3 separate regions of the Mus musculus genome follow, and all the other regions are linked to region 1. Evidence: chromatin contacts called from public Hi-C and HiChIP or PLAC-seq data. All regions are on one chromosome and are shown on one strand. Each heading gives the region's core, a stretch centred on a gene start, on an enhancer-like site or on the middle of the called end of the contact. The rest is flanking DNA. Distances are from core to core; before and after follow the strand shown.

Region 1 (3,506 bases), core at 297-2,796:
AGAGAGAGAGAGAGAGAGAGAGCGCCAAGGATGTCTCTGCAGGCCTATGCTGAGCCATCCCTTTCCCCTGAGTGTAGTCTTAGGAGAGCTGGGTGTTTCAAGTCCAGGTGTTTACTCAAAATCTACATCCAGGACCGTTCCAGTGAAGTAACCTACAGATGTGCTAATCTACTCTCACAGACACTGCCGCTGCTGCTGGGCCTACTCCTTCCTACTCACAGATGGGTCCACAGACCCTGGACAGCAAGGAAACAGCCAGCTTTCCTAAGACCAACATCCATACACCCATTTTCTTAGGTTTCCCAGAGACATGTTGCCCCAAAGTCCGCAGGAAGCCCCTAAAAATTACGGCGACCCGATTCCTGCTTTACCATCACCTCTTTCTAGTTTTTCCTTTGTAAAAAATTAAATCAAAACGGAGGAATGTTAGTATTCCTTCTAGGCTCTGCCCCACAGTTACCTGGCAACAGCCAGGTAGGCTTGGCTTACTTATATAAAAGGGGCTGCTTGCTCTGCGCCTTCTCTTCCTGACCCCTTCCCCCTTCCCCCTCTTTCCACATGTTCCTGGCCAGCCTTTCCTCAACTCTCTTCCCTCTTCCCCCGCCCCCTCTACTCCTTTCCCAAATCCCCTTCCCTGCCCTAAATAAACTCTATTCCATACTATCCTATGGCTGGTACCTCAGGGGTTAGGGGATGCCTCAGCATGGGCTAGCTGAGGCACCCCTCCCATCTCACCATACCTGGCTCTATCAAACATATCTTTGGCTCTTATTTATTTATTTATTTATTTTTTAATAAAACACAACACCTTAGAGTGTGCAGCTGCTGCCGCAGGGGACGCCCCAGTGGCAGCTCTCACTTGTCCGGGTGGAAGGAAGGATGCGACGGTCTTACCTCGGAGGCCGAGGGGTGCGAGCAGGGTGTGTGAGAGATGCAGTGTGATCAGAGCCTAGCGGTCTGGTCTCAGAACTGGGTCACCTCACAGAACAGCACAAGGACTTGTCCCGTTGGCAGGGATCAGGTTTCGTCCTTCCTTGTCAAACCCAGTGGTGCCCCCAGGCTGCTGGCAGCTCCCAGGCGCTCCTTTGTCCTAGAGTTGCAGGAGGCCAAGGAGCAAAGTGACACAAAAGGCTGGGTGCCCAAGTTCCCCACCCTCTCTCTCTCTGCACAGCAGCGCTGGTTCTGCCAGGGTCCTCGACCCAGGGGGGTTCCGGGGCAGTAAGGGTGAGACCTGCACAGCCACTGCTCGACCTTGCCAAGAGGGGCCTGCTTTGGGGATTGGAGGGTGCCTTCCCTTCCAACAGCCTGGGTCTGGGTCTTTCCAACTCGTATTTCTGCTGACGCTGGAGCCTGGTGCTTTGCCTTTAGAGACACCCTGTAATTGAAAGGAGGAGGGAGAGAGAGAGAGAGAGAGAGAGAGAGAGAGAGAGAGAGAGAGAGAGAGAGAGAGAGAGAGAGAGAGAGAGAGAGATTCTTGCTGCCTGGGTTCCCAGACACTTGCTGCCCTCTAATGGCTCCTGCCTGTGAGTTTCCAGGCGCAGGCCTTCCTTCCTGTAGGGTCTGTGGTGTGGGTTTCCTTCCCTTTGGTTAGCAGGCCCTTTCCCCTATAACTGCTGAAAGAGCCAGCCGTTTCTCGTCACAGGGAAAAGATGTCAAAAGTCGAACCGCGCTGGTGTGGCTGGCTCAGAGAGCAAAGACTGGCTCGGTGTTTCATTGCTGGTCCCGAAATAACTCACAGTAGCATTTGTGCGGCCTCTGCAACCCTGCTGTCTTCGGAAGGGACAGCTCCTCCTTTCTCTCTCTCTCTCTCTCTCTCTCTCTCTCTGTCTCTCTCTCTCTCTGTCTCTCTCTCTGTCTCTCTCTCTGTCTCTCTCTCTGTCTCTCTCTCTCTCTCTCTCTCTCTCTCTCTCTCTCTCTCTCTCTCTCTGTCTCTCTCTGTCTCTGCCCTGTTGCAGTTCTTAGCAGCTTCCTATGTTGAGAGAGGAAAGCCACTCTGGCAAGAGCCAGCAATTGTCAGCAAGTTGTGCATACAAAGGGGCTTCCTTTTCCTGCCTGGATCGGGGTGGGGTGGGGCAAGAGCTGTGGACCAGGGTTCCCTCCCCTGATGCTTTCTGAGGATCCTTAAGAACCAACTCCAATGGTAAACAGGGACCTGTGGATAAAAAAACATCTCCTGAGTGAACACTTGAAGACCTAGAGACACAAGTTGGACAGAGTCCAGTTCTGTGTAGAGAGGAACCAAGTACTTAATCAAGGAACCAAGGTTAGAGGTACGGCAGGAAAACCTGGGACACTTGCCTATTTTGGTAGTTGGGAAGCTTGGCCCTGGATGGAATGGAAACAAGCTGAAAGCAGACAGACAGACAGGGTTTTGCTCCCATCAGCTGAGATCTGGCCCAGAGAGAATGGTGTGAATATACACTACGACTGGCTGGGAAGAAAAGAGGATGCAAAACTTACAGCCCTGGAGCTTAGAATGTTGTGAGGAATGAGGCTTCTTGGGGGGGGGGGGGAGCTGGGGGAGGGAACGCCATTTTGAGATGGAGTGCAGGGTGGACTTTCTTAGTTTTTTTGGGGGGGGGGTTGAGGGTTGGTGGCCACGGAGGGATGAGGGTCACCAAGGAGCGAGGGAATGGCCCTAGGGAGTTCTGTGTGGGGCTAGCAAACTACAGCGCTCCTCTGCAGGATGGACAAAGGATGGGAGAGGCAGGAAGTGGACCTGCTGGGCTGGAATTTGAATGAACTGATGGAGCATCTTTTTCACAAGAGGGCTAGTGGTCCACCCCTTCTGGTTTTCCCTTGTGGGAAGGGAAAAGAAGCCTGCCTTTTTAAAAAATTTTTACTCGGGAGCTTAGGTTGCAAAGGCTTGCTGTTGAGAAATGAGTACAGTTTTATCCTTTGGCTGCTCAATCTCCCAGAATCATCTCCCCCTCCTCCTTTTTCTCATAATGCTGAACAAGTCTGAGAGAAGTCCATTAAGGGTCCAGTATGGTGATGCAGGCCTTTAATCCTAGCACTAGGAGGAAGGCAGAGGCAGGTGGATGTCTGTGAGTTCAAAGGTTGCCTTAGCTACATAATGAGTAAACAATAAGCTCCTCTCTCAAAACAAAACAAAAACCCTAACAAACAAACGAAAAACACTCAAAAAAAGCTAAACTTAAAAACAAAAAGTCCTCCTCCTTGTCCTCCTCCTCTTCCTCCTCCTCCTTTGTTGTTCCCCCATCTCTCTTCCTTCCTTTCTCCTTTTTTTCCTTCTTTCTTTCTTCTGCTCTTTTCCCTACCTCTTTTTCTTTATAGAACTCACCTGGAATTCTGGTTTCTGGTGGCCTAAAGGCGCTCATTTGTCTCTAGATTGTTAGTAGCGTTGGAAGCACCTAAGAGCCCGGTGTGCAATTGCATAAACCTAACAGGCCCACAGAGTCTTGTTTCTCAGCTTCAGGGGTTGGTAAGTCAAGAGGAAAGCCAGCTCTTAGTGTTGTCTTACTCCAGGGTGTGGAGGGGAGAGA
Region 2 (3,506 bases), core at 620-3,119, 430 kb before region 1:
TAAGTCCAAGTCCTTTCATAGGACTGTGTGGCCCCGTGGAGGCTATAACAAGGTGAAACTGACCCTTAGTCCTAAGATTGAAATGTATTCATTCCGACATCCCCTGCAGAGACCACATCTTCCATGATCGCAGGCTACTTTCCTGAGACTCACTTTCCCCACAATACTCAGGTAACATGACCCCAAAGTCGAGGGTACTCTGATGGTGCCAGTATAGAAGGAAAGATCAACTTTATTTAGGATGGAGAATCTTACTTCAAAGTAGGCATGCACTGCTTTCACATTCCTTATTAATATATATTTCCAGGAACTACATCGTCAGCTCAGGGCCAATCTCTCATCCTAAATTCAGAGTTTCATCCCAGCAGGCTGGACCACTAATTTCTGGTCTCCTGTGTCATGTTTCTTCAAGAGATTAGAAAAGGCATTCTATCCTCATCTATCCACTGAGCGACAATTTCTTTTCTTTCTTGGCTCTGTGTAAGACCCCAAAACAAAACTTCCTCACTGAAGAAATGAGCTGCGATTCCAATACTTGAGAGGTATTTTTTTTTCCTCCAAGTTCCAGTTATCCTTTGGGGACACAAATGACTTTGGCTCTTACATTCTTCTCCTTCCCCTTCCTGCAGTGGCTTTCATAGAGAGGTGGATGGCATCCTCTGGCTGTCATCTGTTGCCTTAGAAAGTACAGCTCCCTCACCCTGCACTGAGTGGCTGCAACAGGTAGCTCTCCTTGCTGTCCTGACTCATAATCAGGACATGTCAATCTTCACTCTAGACAGGGTTCTAACAGCTAGACCTTTGACTCCATATACTACTTAATCCCCTATTGCCTATACTTTTCCCCTAAAGTAACTTCTCAGTTACTACCTTTTGTATACATTCTTTCTGCACACTTGTCCAGTTGAGGTCAACGCCTTTTGTTCTAGCTACCAGGGATGCTGAGGCCAGGAGTTTAAGGCCAGCCTGGGAGGTAAACCCTGTCTAAAAAAAAGAAAAAAAAAAACCCACAAACAAAAATAACTTATTCTTGAGAAACAAAGACACCAGAGGCTCTTTTTACTAGTCAAGCAATATTATTCATCAAATTCCACCCAACAGTCTCTACTTCAGGCAGTTTCTTCGATAAGCTAAACTGCCCCATTTTCCTTAACTTCTCCCTGTAGCCTGCAGTCCAAAGTACACACCTATAGGCAGTCTTGACTTGAAAATGAGACTCAGGTGATGGGGCCCCAAATGAAGTCACTACTCTCAAAGTGGCCTCACTGGCTCAGAGCCATTACCTCTGTGGGAATTCACTGCCAGCTTCACCACAGAGAAAGACTGTCTGCAGCAAGGGCTAAAATAACAGTGTCAAACCAAGCCCAAACCTACGTTTCATGGTAGAATGGAATGCTCAAGTCACTGAGACCATTTGTCACCTCAGCCTGGCAGGAGGTTCTTCTTAGGTTTCTGAAAGATGTCAGAACCTCCTCATTCACTCATCTTCCTTTTGTGGGGGAGGAAAAGATAACCATCTTCATAGTAAGCCAATGATGAATCAATGCTTGCCACTCCCTAGCCCTTCCAGAAGAGGAACAAGAAACACTTAGGTTGGGCCTTTCAAGATGGTCACCTCATGCCCAAAGGAAAAAGCAGAGAGCACTATTGTGGGTGGAGGGGAAGACAATGTTAGTAGAGAGGTCTCCACCATCTGGGGACACCTTGTACCGTTCAGGACCATGAGAAACATCAGAGGAAGTAGGAGGAATCTGGACCTGGAGGAAGAAGACAAATGAGCTGAGAGACTCATCACCCAACCAAACCACCAGAGCTCCTTCTCCATGACTGCAGCACTCACGGCTGCCTTTTATCTTAAATGGGGCAGGTGTGCAGCACAGATGGCCTGTGCTTTCCACAGATGACACAATCAAGTGCTTTGAGGGAAGAGCCTCGCTGTTCTAATTCGGCCAGCGGGGCAGGGAGGGGGCCTTGGAAGAGCAGGTTCTAATCTTGGCCCTCAGTTTTCTCACCTGTAGAGCTGGCTGCAGCTCCCCCAGAGTGAGGCTGGGTTACATAAACCCGGAACCTAAGAATGTACTGCTGACTCCCTCTGAGCCCGTTATGAAACAGAATCTGGCCAGAGGAAAATAGAAAATCTCCCCAAAGACCAATACCCTCACTGTGCAGGACCCCAAACCCTCAGAGCAGTAAAGAACAGTTCAAGGGGGGCACATGGGCACCAAAGGAGAGATGGTGATTCCGTGCCACACACACAGGCAAAGGTTTCCTTGCTGCTAGCTCATTTCCTCATTGAAGGGGGTGAGGGGAACAGACGTTGCCTTCCTTAACAAGTCAGAGAAAGGCTGGCTGCCGAGTGGGCACGCTTCAGTGTTTGCTAGCACCAGCTTGTGCAGCCCAAACTGGTCGGACAGGCTGGATATTTACACAAAGGTAGAAAACAGTGAGGCAGAAAGCCCAGGGAAGTGCAGCCGGCACACTTGCGGGTCTCGATCTGTGATCTAGAGCTGGAAATCAGAATCCTACTTCACGTTGCTAATTTCCTGTTATAACACTGGACAGGACACACACCCATGTCTGGGCCAATGACCCAGTAGAAGAGATGATGCTAGACTCTCCATTTCTCATCCTGCTCCCAACACACCTATCCCTTCTTTGCTGTGACCTAGTTCTTAGCTCTCATAACCACTGGGCTGTTCAAGTGTGGGCAAGCATGATGCTCTGGGTTTTGATGCCTTCCACTAGTTTCACCCAGTATGATTAAGCTTTTGAAATATTTTAACAAAATATGTCAAAAACATCACACTGCCTGCATCTCAGAGAAAACTTTGGTATTTATTTCATCTCCAAAAGAAGATGAATAGATAAACGTTCCCACTGCCAGAAGAGAAGAAAGGTTGTTAAAAATATTAGCATCCAGCCAGCCAAGTGATAAAGGATCACGAACCAAATCATGAATTTGAGAAGCGGCACTAGGAGAAGAGGCCGGACTGCTATTTAACACCCCGTGCACGGACAGTTTTATGAGATCTTTCCTTCCCTTCCAACTCACTGAACTCAAACTGGTCTTTTAGAAAGAAATAAAAAATAAGCACCAGGCACAAGTACACTTTTAAATTATTCTCTTGAAAATGAAACTGTAGTGAACCTTTAAAAGTATAATAGAGAGGGAAAAACCACACTAAAAGAGAAAACACAATCTCTAAACTCCTACTCAAGAGACTCAATTGACACGAGCTAGCATCTGCTTTGATGCATTCTCCTGCATTTGATCTTATTTGAATATTAAAATCAAGCAATAGGCCACTCTCGCCTACTCTTTTTCGGAGAATAATAGTAGTGTTCAACAACTTGCAGAATTCTGAACTACCAAGTGCAAGCGCTGAAAGGAGCCAGAGAATATCATGTAAGAGCTCAGTGCAGATCCACACCCCACACTAAACATAAACACATTTCAGAAGAGGCAGAAAGATGCCTTGAGATGGCAATGGGGATTTGCATGATCT
Region 3 (3,506 bases), core at 449-2,948, 290 kb before region 1:
AGGGATGGAGAGATACACACCTTACAAAGAGAGATGAAATTACAAGTAGAAAAGAAAAATGCCCACCACTCGTTCCTTGCCAAACATTAGCAGCAAGGTTCTGTCTACTTGCAATGTTTTCACATGCAAGTAATATTTTATATTTTAATTATGAAATAGAAATTGTGTGTTTACATGCATTGGCTCATTTTGCTGGGCAGGGTCCTCTGTAAGGTAGATGGGACAATGATATGAAGCCCCAGATTACGGACCCCACCATTTATTTATGTAACAGGCATAGCTTGAGGACCTACCAGTCTCCAGAGGTGACACTGAATTTTATCACAGAGAGGACTCTTTAAAGGTTTGTCTTGTAGGAAAGATCTTGTCCAAAACAAAGAATTGCAGTTCAGTTAAGATAGTGAAGCTTAGAAAGGCCAATGAGCAACTTAAGGGTGCTATTGGGCTGGTTTTGTTTGCTTATTTATTTGCTTATTTATTTATCAAGGCAGGTTTGAGTGTGTGTGTGTGTGTGTGTGTGTGTGTGTGTGTGTGTGTAACCCTAGCTGTTCTGGACCTCAGTCTGTAGACCAGGCTAGCTTTGAACTCACAGATCTGATGGCCGCTCCCTCCTCAGTGCTGGGATCAAAGGCATGCACCATCATGGACAGGGTTTGGTTATTTGATTGCAAATGATACAATGTCTCCTGCAATAGATATGTTTTTAATCTTTGCAAATAACACCATGACATACAGTATAACCAGCCAGTTGTCTCTGCATCCATCAGTCAGTACCAAAAGAGGATTGGTCCAAGTCTTGTAGGCCAGGCTATCTTTAAACTATGCAGGGCAGGGTGATGTTGAAATTTGACTCCTGGTTTTCACTTCCAGGGATCTGGAGTGGAAACTCCCCCCCCCCTTTTTTTTTCCTTCAGAGCTAGAGATCAAACCCAGGGCAAGCACTTTGCCAGCAGGGCTCCCCCCCCAGCCCTTTGTTATGTACTTTCAGTCTGGGCTAGGTGTCTTGTAACAATGTAAATGCTATTTAAAAAGCTGTTACATAGTATTGTTTAGAAAACAAGGACTAGCAAAACAGTCTCTGCATATTAAGTACAGCTCTGTTAATTTGGGGATCCCCCCCTCAGGTGGTTGAATTTGTTGACAGGGAGCACAAGATATAGAAGATATAGAAGGTAGACTTTTAAAACAAAGTTAAATATAATATCAAACACATTGAATCTTAAAAAGGAAGTGGGCAGTGGGGTGCATGCCTTTAATCCCAGCACTTGGGAAGCAGAGGCAGGTGGATCTCTGTGAGTTCAAGCCCATCCTGGTCTACAGAGTAAGTTCCAAGACAGACAAGGCTACACAGAGAAACCCTGTCTCACAAAACAAACAAATAAACAAAACAAAAAGGCAGAAGGAAATTTCAAGGTTGTTTGGACTACCCTATTCATTCACTTTGCAGCCTTTGCATTGGCATACAGGGGAGAATTTGCTCAGTTAGGATGTAAAGTTAAATAGTGGTTATTTGAGATTAGCATCAAGATCTCCTGACCATGCTCTCTGTTCTCAGGGGCTGCCTTGGTAATAGGCCCTGAGGAACGACCCTCTGCAGTCTTGTTGCTACTGCTGTGTAGAGTGTGGGTCTATCTCAGTGACGGCAGGCGGGGATTGTTGAATTTGTGATAAAGTATTCCATGACTAAACATTTATTTAAGGAAATGTTCCTAAGAGGAACTGCAAGGGGATTTCAGCTCTGTGAGTTCCTTAAAACAGACACATGGCACCTTGCAACTGTATGTATGAACTGTAGTTCCAGAGAATCTGATGCCTATTTCTGGCCCCCATGGGCACATAGTGCCCATATATCCATGCAGACAAAAATACTGATACCCGTAAAGTAATAAAATAAATATAAAACAAAACAAAATCCACCACCACCACAAGAAACCCAGCTACTGTCCGTAAAAGTTGAAGGGAGAGCTCAGCTCAGCGGTGTTGGTGCACACCTTTAATCCCAGCACTCCAGAGGTAGAGATAGATGCAGAGGCAGGAGGATCCTCTGAGTTTGAGGCCAGCCTGCTCTACATAGCTAGTTCCAGGACAGTCAGAGCTACACAAAGAAACCCTGTCTTGAAAAACAAAACAAGGGCTGGAGAGATGGCTCAGCAGTTAAGAGCACTGACTGCACTTCCATAGGTCCTGAGTTCAAATCCCAGCAATCACATAGTGGCTCACAACCATCTGTAATGAGATCTGACTCCTTCTGGTGCATCTGAAGACCACTAAAATGTACTTAGATACAGTAATAAATAAATCTTTAAAAATAAAAAGAAACTGAATTTTAGTTTGTTCATCTGTCAATGTGATTAATAAATTCTAAAAAAGAAAAGAAAAACACAACCAACTCACAAGCAAAACAACAACAATGTTTAGGATAGAAGTTGAACAAGGTGATACATGTCTGTAATCCTGGCACTCAGGAGGCAGAGGCAAGAGGGGAGCTACAAGTTCCAGGCTAGCCTAATTTATTATACATTGAGTTACAGGATAGCCTGAACTACAAAATGAGTTGTCTCAAAAGAGGGGGAAGAGAATGAAGTATGGGAGATGGCTCAGTTAGTGAAGTGCTTGCCATGAGTTTGGACAACCAGCACACGGGTTCAGGCCAGGCAATACTCGGGGCGCAGAGACAGACAGATCTCTATGAGTTCAAGGCCAGATAGGGCTACACAGTAAGACCCTGCCTCAAAATCAAAACAAATAAAATTGAGTGTAGTAGGTCTGAATCTGTAACTCCAACGCTGAGGGGAGGTGTGGAGAAAGGTGTATTCCTGAAGCTTATTGTCCAGATGGTTAGTGAGGGATCCTGTCTCAGAGTGTAACTAGTGGAGAGAGACTAAAGGGGAGAGCCAGTATTAACTGCTGGTCTCCGTATGCGCATGTATGCACACATGCCTGTTTATTCATGTGCACAACACCCACTCATACACACAACCACAACATATAGCCTATACCTACTTTTAGGAAGAAAAAGGGAAGAGAAGGCACATCTGATATTTTTAAAAATACATTTAGGGAATACTGATTATACTTTAGAGAGCATTAAGGAATTATTGTTGCTGATTTAAATATTGGTAAGTTTGTGATTATATTTAAAATATAGTTCTCATTTCTTAAACAGTAAAATATTTGCACTGAAATCCTGTGCTATCTGTTACTAAAATAATCTAATTTTGGGGTTTTGGGTGAGTTAGAGAGTGAATATAAATGATATGTATATAGTTGTGGCTATCCTAGAACTTGCTATGAGGACCAGGCTGACCTTGAACTTGAGGAAGTCAAGATGTTTATCCATGGAGTGCTGGAAATAAAGGTGTGTGTCATTACATCTAGACTTTATTTTGTATTTTAAAAGTCACCTTTTGGCCAGGCAGTGGAGGCACACGCCTTTAATCCTAGCACTTGGGAGGCAGAAGCAGGTGGATTTTTGAGTTCGAGGCCAGCCTGGTCTACAGAGTGAG

The links. Hi-C and Micro-C count contacts between places; a contact is called where the count stands out from the background. HiChIP or PLAC-seq counts read pairs in DNA pulled down with a chosen protein or histone mark.
Region 2: a contact with region 1 is called in an H3K27ac HiChIP or PLAC-seq map of T-cell acute lymphoblastic leukemia, with 13 times the contacts expected there. The contact joins two enhancer-like sites. A contact is called at or near these places in 2 of 484 Hi-C or Micro-C datasets (bone marrow-derived macrophages and epidermal suprabasal cells) and 7 of 115 datasets of contacts at active chromatin or transcription factors (T-cell acute lymphoblastic leukemia, acute myeloid leukemia, bone marrow-derived macrophages and 4 more).
Region 3: a contact with region 1 is called in a Hi-C map of bone marrow-derived macrophages, with 24 read pairs. The contact joins two enhancer-like sites. A contact is called at or near these places in 18 of 39 promoter capture datasets (the 3T3-L1 cell line, the C10 cell line, the HPC-7 cell line and 13 more), 6 of 484 Hi-C or Micro-C datasets (bone marrow-derived macrophages, cerebral cortex, embryonic stem cells and 2 more), 13 of 115 datasets of contacts at active chromatin or transcription factors (bone marrow-derived macrophages, cardiomyocytes, craniofacial prominence and 9 more) and 1 of 9 other capture datasets (adipose tissue).

What each region holds. Positions count from the first base shown.
Region 1 is chr13:37,480,876-37,484,381 of GRCm38.p6, reverse strand. All of the region lies in intron 1 of Gm40914 (a long non-coding RNA gene), which reads left to right. Among named protein-coding and RNA genes, the nearest start is that of Gm40914, 4.7 kb to the left of the region's middle. Within about 2 kb of position 1,546, at least 166 of the 459 cell types and tissues checked have an H3K27ac peak or open chromatin away from gene starts, as enhancers often do. A contact at or near this core is called in T-cell acute lymphoblastic leukemia and bone marrow-derived macrophages, where this site is marked.
Region 2 is chr13:37,907,139-37,910,644 of GRCm38.p6, reverse strand. All of the region lies in intron 5 of Rreb1 (ras responsive element binding protein 1), which reads right to left. Among named protein-coding and RNA genes, the nearest start is that of Rreb1, 20 kb to the right of the region's middle. Within about 2 kb of position 1,869, at least 47 of the 459 cell types and tissues checked have an H3K27ac peak or open chromatin away from gene starts, as enhancers often do. A contact at or near this core is called in T-cell acute lymphoblastic leukemia, where this site is marked.
Region 3 is chr13:37,771,098-37,774,603 of GRCm38.p6, reverse strand. No RefSeq gene overlaps it. Among named protein-coding and RNA genes, the nearest start is that of Gm31600, 11 kb to the right of the region's middle. Within about 2 kb of position 1,698, at least 10 of the 459 cell types and tissues checked have an H3K27ac peak or open chromatin away from gene starts, as enhancers often do. A contact at or near this core is called in bone marrow-derived macrophages, where this site is marked.